Linked DNA regions of Mus musculus: region 1 is linked to region 2. Evidence: chromatin contacts called from public promoter capture Hi-C data. All regions are on one chromosome and are shown on one strand. Each heading gives the region's core, a stretch centred on a gene start, on an enhancer-like site or on the middle of the called end of the contact. The rest is flanking DNA. Distances are from core to core; before and after follow the strand shown. Region 1 holds the start of Utp15 (UTP15 small subunit processome component). Region 2 holds the start of Wdr41 (WD repeat domain 41).

Region 1 (4,304 bases), core at 1,792-4,291, 3.3 Mb after region 2:
ACAAACACTCCTATATGTCTTAGCAAATACTTGAGAAAGTATGTTTTGTTTCAAGCTATGAGTACAAAGCCAAAAGCAATATGTTTTTTAAAAAAACGTTGTCAATTACTGTCATTTCCCTCTCTCAACTTTTTTCATTTATGCCACCATACCAGAACAAACTGTCATCTAAACTGTTATCTTATTTGGTTTTATGTTATGCTCTTTGTTAAAATTTCATGTGTGTATCTGCTTGTCTAAACGTGCACTGGTGTGAAATGCCTGCTGAGGCCAAAAAAGGTACTGGATCCTCCGGAACTGGAGTTAAAGTAACCAAGGATGACCCTGCACTTATCATTCTGCCTCCCTCCCAAGTGTGTGTGTGTGCGGGGGTGGGGGGGATCACAGGCATACACCACTAGACAGGTTTGTGCAAGGCTGGAGACTGAACTCAGCGCCTCATGCAACCAGACAAGCACTCACCAACTGAGCTACATCCGTTTGAACTGGTGACTGACGCTCAGTCTCTTCTTAGGTTTTTATTGTCTGATTAAGTATCATTTTCCACAAACTTCCTAATCCCAAATTTTTTCTACCTTCTAGGTTTTCAATATATATTTAAAAGAGTCACTGCAAGCATCATTAGGAGGTACAGAGAAGCTAATTTCAGAGTAGAAAAGACAAGAAAATCCTCTTGCATATAAGATTTAAGTTTTATAGTTTCATTTGCCATTATATACATGTTCTGTGTTAAGCAGCTGCATGGTCAAAATAATTAAGTGGTATGGACTTTGACAGCTGGAGACACTGACATAAATGGGTAAGAATTGTTCAAATGCCCTCGTCCCTCATTTCCTCTCATACTTTACCTTATAGTTGTTCCAGTACAGAGTGTCTTGGGTGATCTTCTCACCAAGTACAGGATATGTTTGAATCGCTACAGGTTTATAGCCGGCCATGGTTTCATATAAGTGCGCTGTTATCCTAGGGTCAGGAGTCTGGAACTAATTTCACAATAACTTCAGTGACTCTGCCTCAGGCCTGGAAAAAGAACAAATTTTAAAGCACAGATTGTTTATAAGCTTTCCTATGCAAGGATGATTTTCATTCTACTTTCTTTCAAAAGGCTGTGTGGAACTTTATAGACTAATGACCAATAAACCATCTCATTGAAATCATGGAAGAGACACTTGAAGCATAGAGATCTGGGGTACCATACTGGCCCATCTATATACATATATACATTTACATACACACACACACACACACACACACATATATAATATATACATACACACACATATATATATAATACATACATACACACACACACACACACACACACACACACACACACATATATGCTGCATATGTATGTCCTTAAACCTCCCAGAGCAGGCGGCAATGCTTGAGAGTAAATAAGACTTAGCCTTCCAGTAGTTGAAACCAGAAAAGCATGCAGGGCTGGAACATTCACTTTCTTGTCAAAGGAAAGAATACAGAACTAGAAACACAACAGACTGACCTGACTTCCTAAAAGACAAAAGAAGCAAGGAAAACAAAGTTAATCTTTAAGTGTAGAGGCTTAAGATGAAATTAGAGATAATGTGCTGGCATCAGACATAAAATTAAACGTGAAAGGTTCAAACTGTAGGAAAGAAAACCTAAACAGAGGAAACTTAAAAGTGACAGAAGAAGAAAAAAAGAAGGAGAAGAAGAATCTAAGTTCTTAACACGAGAAGCATTCAACTGAAGACAGTCGGGAGTATCAGATGGACGATTATATCGACGATACTCTCTGTCCACTCTGAAAAGCCTGCACAGCCGACATCAGCAGCACCAAAGCAATCAGTTTAACTTATTCTAATTGCTATTTTGATGAAGCAGAGCAAACCAAGGTTCATTCACTTCACACTCACTTTTGCTTTAACATACCAGGAATGCCCTTTCACTACGTACTTCCTATTTAAGGTCAGCACAGGAAGTCATTCTGTCCCTCAGAAATCCCTCTCTGCCTTCCAACAGGTGTTCTCAAACACTATCAAGGGCCAGATGGTAAATATTTTAGGTCTGGCCAACCAACCGACAAAGCAGAAGATATTCTATAGTTAATGACATGGCAAGAAATTTTTTCACTAGTACTCACAAACGCATTTGTTGTTGTTGAAAGGAAATACAATTCTTTGAGGTCAAGGCCTATTTCATTTAGTTTCAAGCCAAATCACTGTACATAAGACAGTATGTTTATCTGCAAAAACCATTATTGGCTCACTAGATAAAAACAGGCACCGGAATAGATCTGTCCCAGGAATAGTACCTCCTAAGTCTATTTTTCAAGAAATGAAAGGTTTTCGAGGAAAGAAGTGAGAAGTAGCGCTGGCTTGCTAAGTTACACAAATGAAGAACAGCATTGGCGGGGACGTGCAAGGGAAGACAGAACAAGCAATGAGATGCTATGAAAACGAATGTTAGGAAAATCACTGGACCAAGTCAGGACCTAAGAAACTGGGATTCACGGAATAACAGGCATTACGACACAAGGTGTGATCAAATAAACCCTGAAGGGTACTGAGAACATGTAAGAGGGAGATGTTTAATTCTACCTGGACATAATGTCATTTCAGCGGGGTCTCTAAGCATAATGTGGCACGATGGGCACAAAAGAAGCAGAGCGGAGGTGCAGAGAGGGACGAATACCCAGCCATCCTCAAATCACTAAAACAGAATTCTGTCCTTGGCCTTGGAGAAGAGATTGCTCCAGGGACTGACAGAGGTGGCTAGGAGAGCGACTACAGAGGAGCAAAGCCTGGGTCAAAATTAAATCGCGGAGGCAGATAAGTTCAGTGATCTCCGGGGGAAGCCCCAGAACAGACGTCCAGGATGTCAGAGATCACAGTGAGGACTGAGCAGAGCCTGGGCCGCCACCGGGAGCCGCCATCGCCTACCTCCGCGGGGCCCCGAGGGTCCACCGAGGCACCGATCCCCAGGACGACTCCCCAGACTTCGCCAGCTCCCTACAGCATACCGCTCTGCAGCACTCGCTCAAAATCACGCGGACAGTCCAGGAGCCGGAAACGCGGAGGCGCAGAGGCGCGTCGCGGGAAGATGACGTGCAGCGCAGGCGCAGAAGGTTTACGACCCAAAGAACTACAAGAAAGCGCCCTGGTGGGCGGGGCCCTGGGCGGGGCCCCGGGCCGCTCTCCAATGACCCGGAACTGAGGCGATCCATGGTTCTCCGAGAGGATGGGCTACGGGGCGCTAGGGAAACAAGAAGCGATCCCTGGGAGTCGTCTCGCCTTCACCGAACGCTCTGGGCTTTTTCCAGAGGAGATAAAAGATAGGAAGTGACGTCTGGGCCCGAAGCAGGCCCGGGGCTCGGGACCGATCTGGCTAGGCCAGGCCAGAGCCGCTCTCCCGCTGAGCTCAGGGCGCGTGTACCACCCGCCTGACCGGCCCCTGTCCCCGGATCCGCTCGCCGCGTCGGAGCGGGAGCGGGTGTCACCCCGCGGCCGTAGAGCGGGAACGCCCGCCCGGACACCTGTCGCCCGTGAGACGCCTTTCGTTTTTTATAGCACCTTTGCCCCCACTGTAGGACAATTTCAAGAATTAGGAAGAACCCGAAGCCTCTGTGATTAGCTTCCATTGGGGACTGTGCCCCCTGCTTGCATTATACTCTCCCTTCCCAGGCGTCTGGCTGGCGAGCCTACCCACCCTTTCTTTCTTAACTCTTTCTCACCATCTCTGTCATTTCGTTTTTTCCCTCCCTTGTGCTTCAAGTCTTGGCGAATCAACAGTCTTTGCTTATCTCTGTAATCCAGTCTAGATAACCGTTCCCTTTTCCTTTCCTGTTCTCTGGTCAAAGACTGGTAATTCCGTCTATTGAAACCTATTGTTCTATAGGGGTCCGCAAAGAGGTGACTATTTTAACCCCATTTTAGGAAGGATTGAGTCTCGGGAAACTCGTGATTTGCATGTCTAGCACATCGAATTAGTTGGTGTTGAAAATAAATTATCAGACCCAATTAGAAAATATGGGAAAGAAACTGTAAAAAAAAAAATTGTCCAAATTAAGATCAGAAAATATGAGGCACTAGGTAGGTTTTGTGTGCGGTGGCTCCTAAGAGTGATCTTAAACCAGGTGAGGGAGGTGGTACACACCTTTAATCCCAGCACTCCGGAGTCAGAGTCGAGGCTACAAAATAAGTAAGACCTCGTGTCAAAAGAAAAAAGATCTCCATCTGGCAGTTTTTTCCCCCTTTAATGGGAGCTTGAAAGGAAGTTTTCAAGAGAATAGCACTGGACATCCCCTGGGAGAACTGGGGAGG
Region 2 (4,319 bases), core at 1,597-4,096:
TTGGGACTTCCTTTTACTGAATGCAAGACTTCTTTTCCCCCCGGGGGCTATGCTCACTTTCTTCTGTCCTTTTCATTGCACTGGGTTGTTGGGTATACAACCTTCCCTTGATGCACATAGTATATGATTGCCAATCCTAATTGTCATCTTGACTGGATTTACAACGACATAAGAGAGACAGGTATTCTTCTAGGCACATCTTTGAGAATGTTTCTAGAGAGAAATAACTGCGGAGCGAAATCTGCCTTCCCTCTGGGTATATCACCATCCGTGGGCCGGGACCTGTGCTGGATGATGGGGAACAGGAGAGAGGCAGCAGCTGGGTGCTGCTTCCTGGCCTGCTTTGCTGAAGCTGCTGTGCTCTACTGTGCCCTCCCTCCCCACCGTGATGGACTGACACCTTTGAAACCATGAGCTCAACAGGCTTTCCCTCCCCTTAGGTTGTTTCTTTGGGTCACAGAGATGCAGAAAGCAACAGAGTTTGGGAGTGTTCTCTTGCACAGTGCACTCAGAATGAATATGAATGGTCACATCAGCTCCCAGAGTCCTGGCAACTTGAACGCACACACATCAAGTATCTCCTGAGTAGAACACGTAGCCCAGTCTCATTTTTGCCTGAGCCTTTTCTGCTTTGTCCCTAGAAGGCAGTACTTTTTGTGATTCTTTATTGCATCTTACTTGGTATGTCCATATCCTATATATTGATTCACTGGATGGGACATCCCTGCAGGTAGCCTCCTTTGAGCCTAATAAATACATATACAAGCACACGTGAGAACTTTTACAAATACATTTGTAATTTACAATGTTAGAACAGTAATTCTCAGGTCTTGCTACTCCAATGAACGCACTCCAAACTTTGATTTCTTTTTTTTTTTAATTAGGTATTTATTTCATTTACATTTCCAATGCTATCCCAAAAGTCCCCCACATGCTCCCCCATCCACTCCCCCACCCACCCACTCCCACTTCTTGGCCCTGGCCTTCCCCTGTACTGAGACAGATAAAGTTTGCACGACCAATGGGCCTCTCTTTCCACTGATGGCCGACTAGGCCATCTTCTGCTACATATGCAGCTAGAGACAGGAGCTCTGGGGGGTACTGGGTAGTTCATATTGTTGATCAACCTATAGGGTTGCAGATCCCTTTAGCTCCTTGGTTACTTTCTCTAGCTCCTCCATTGGGGGCCCTGTGCTCCATCCAATAGCTGACCCTGAGCATCCACTTCTGTGTTTGCTAGGCCCTGGCATAGTCACACAAGAGACAGCTCTATCTGGGTCCTTTCAGCAAAATCTTGCTAGTGTATGAAATGGTGTCAGCGTTTGGAGGCTGATTTTGGGATGGATCCCTGGATATGGCAGTCTCTAGATGGTCCATCCTTTCGTCTCAGCTCCAAACTGTGTCTCTGTAACTCCTTCCATGGGTATTTTGTTCCCAATTCTAAGAAGGGGCAAAGTGTCCACACTTTGGTCTTCATTGTTCTTGAGTTTCATGTGTTTTGCAAATTGTAACTTATATCTTGGGTATTCTAAGTTTCTAGGCTAAGATCCACTTATCAGTGAGTACATATCATTTGAGTTCTTTTGTGATTGAGTTACTTCACTCAGGATAATGCCCTCCAGATCCATCCATTTGCCTAGGAATTTCATAAATTCATTCTTTTTAATAGCTGAGTAGTACTCCATTGTGTAAATGTACCACATTTTTTGTATCCATTCCTCTGTTGAGGGGCATCTGGGTTCTTTCCAGCTTCTGGCTATTATAAATAAGGCTGCTATGAACATAGTGGAGCATGTATCTTTCTTACTAGTTGGAACATCTTCTGGATATATGGCCAGGAGAGGTACTGTGGGATCCTCCGATAGTACCATGTCCAATTTTCTGAGGAACTGCCAGACTGATTTCCAGAGTGGTTGTACAAGCTTGCAATCCCACCAACAATGGAGGAGTGTTCCTCTTTCTCCACATCCTCACCAGCATCTGCTGTCACCTGATCTTAGCCATTCTGACTGTTGAGAGGTGGAATCTCAGGGTTGTTTTGATTTGCATTTCCCTGATGATTAAGGATGTTGAACATTTTTTTCAGGTGCTTCTCAGCCATTCGGTATTCCTCAGATGAGAATTCTTTGTTTAGCTTTGAGCCCCATTTTTAATGGGGTTATTTGATTTTCTGGAGTCTACCTTCTTGGGTTTTTTATATATATATTGGATATTAGTCCCCTCAAACTTTGATTTCTATGTGCCAACTAGAGATTGCTTTTCCTAGTCTACATTTTCAAAAGTGTCCAGGTAATTTTTGATACGAAGCCAGGTTGTATAACCAGTCGTGTAACTATTAAGAAAATTTAGAGGCTGACATAGAATGTTTGGAGCTAGAAATGTCGCTCCATGTTTCAGCAGCACAGCCAGGGAACGGATTCCTTCGCTTTATACTTCCTGCTTTGGAAGACAGTCCAGGCAATGTGTAAGAACCGGTTTTGAAGTTTACCGAGCAAGTCTTAATTCCATCATGGCCACCTGCTGGCTTTTATCTTTAGACACATTACTTAATCTTTAAGCGGGTCAGTTTCTTGGTCTGTAAAAAGGGAGGCGTTAGGGTTTGGTACAGTCCTTATTCTGTGGCACACAATGTTGGCTGCTTGGTGTACAAGAACGCCACTAGATTCGTCCAGGAGCAGAAGTCTACTGCAGGCACACCCTCTCCATCTGGCTGTTGGGAAACCAGGAGACTTGCTAGTGTGTTTAAGGGGCGCCGTAGCTACACAGGATTTAGACAAGCGCTGGTCCTGCGGCGACATGGCCGCAGCGCACGCCCACTAGGGGGCGCCCGAGCGACCTGAGCTCTTGCGCCAACCGCGCGGCGCCCACGCGCGTGCTCACTGGGGACGCGGAACCTCCGCCTCCGCCGTCGCGGCCTTCAGTGCGGGCGCCCCAACGAGACTTCTGTTTTCCCGCTGCCTCGCCCCAGGCTCACTCGGCCGCAGCCCCAGCACCTGCGCCGCGGCGGCCCTCGCTCCGTGGGCCGCGGACGCCCCGGCCCGATGCTGCGCTGGCTGATCGGAGGAGGCCGCGAGCCGCAGGGCCTAGCCGAGGTAATGCGCGGGGGCCCGGGGGCGGGGCCGGGGCGGGGCCTGCGGCGAGCGCCGGAAGCGGCTGCTCAGGGCCACCTGGCCTCTGCTAAGAAACTGGGACTTAACTACAAACCAGCAGGAGTGACTGCCACTCTTGATTTATTTGAACCGATAAGTCTTCTCAGCCGGGACTCGAATTTGCTTAAGGAACGTAAATTTAACTAGTTGCTTTCCGAGAAGCTAAGTGAGAAAATGATTTCTGTTTATTTAGTACATGTATGGTCTCATCGTCACATTGAAAAAATAATTTTGTCACCTTAAAAATGTTGACATCTGAAATTTACTTCATGTGCCACACAACAATTTGTGTTACACTTCCTTCCTTATAGGAAGCATTTTACAGTTTGGATTATTGCAAACTTGGCAGTTTTAACTTCCTCATAGCTTTGACATTGACACGTGATTTTTTTAAATCACTTATTTTATATAATTTGAAGTCCTTAGGGTTATGGAAGAATTGTGGATTATTGAATGGACACATAACATATATTTGACTATTTGCTTATTTAGTGAATACACTATTTTATTCAGTTCTGTCATACCTGGTAAAACTCTCACATAATTGAGTGACAGCTAGAAAAGAGACCAGATAAATGCAAAACCATCACCATGGGATAGCATGCTGGATCTTACGTTTTCTTTTCCACACAAAAGTACTTCAATTGTGTAACTGCCTTGAATATGTACACTATAAGAGCTGGTGATTTTTCCTAATGAATGAGAGAACATTACTTATGAATTACAGTCAGCCTTCCAGTCTAAGTGATTCTCAGTCCTGGGGTAATCTTGTCCCCAGAGGATAGTACAGTGTCTACTGTTGGCCATGGGTAGGTGTGATGGGGGCACTGTGTATAGAAGAAGGATGCTGCTGTCTATCCTAACACCCAGGAGAGGTCTCAGGAACAGAAACTTAACGTAGTCCAAACTCGCTTGTCAGACTTAAGAAACCTTGGTTAAGAACAAAGCTTCTTATGGTGAAATTGTACTGAATTTGCCTCCAGAAAGGGGGCCAATTGAGACTTCCCCTGTAGAGTTAAGTTACGAGGTGTGTGTCGTTAGCACAGGCTGCTGTGCTGCCTTCTGGAGGACTCTGCATGCAGGACCTGTCCCCCAGTCTTGTCGCCCAGAGGACACATGAGTCTGCTTTCACTACTACATTTAATCATTAAAGCAGACATCTGAGTGCTT

What was found. Promoter capture Hi-C pulls out the DNA fragments that hold promoters and counts their contacts.
Region 1: a promoter capture Hi-C map of pre-B cells shows a contact between it and region 2, with 2.7 times the contacts expected there. The contact joins the promoter of Utp15 here to the promoter of Wdr41 in region 2. A contact is called at or near these places in 2 of 39 promoter capture datasets (liver and pre-B cells) and 1 of 484 Hi-C or Micro-C datasets (CD4 T cells).

The regions. Positions count from the first base shown.
Region 1 is chr13:98,259,951-98,264,254 of GRCm38.p6, forward strand. Utp15 (UTP15 small subunit processome component) reads right to left here and starts at 3,042. Exons shown (of 13, transcript NM_178918.3): 1 at 2,925-3,042; 2 at 849-1,020. The coding sequence starts at 938. It overlaps Ankra2 (ankyrin repeat, family A (RFXANK-like), 2), which reads left to right and starts at 3,126. Exons shown (of 8, transcript NM_001271388.1): 1 at 3,126-3,526.
Region 2 is chr13:94,973,498-94,977,816 of GRCm38.p6, forward strand. It overlaps Wdr41 (WD repeat domain 41), which reads left to right and starts at 2,847. Exons shown (of 14, transcript NM_172590.3): 1 at 2,847-3,092. The coding sequence starts at 3,042.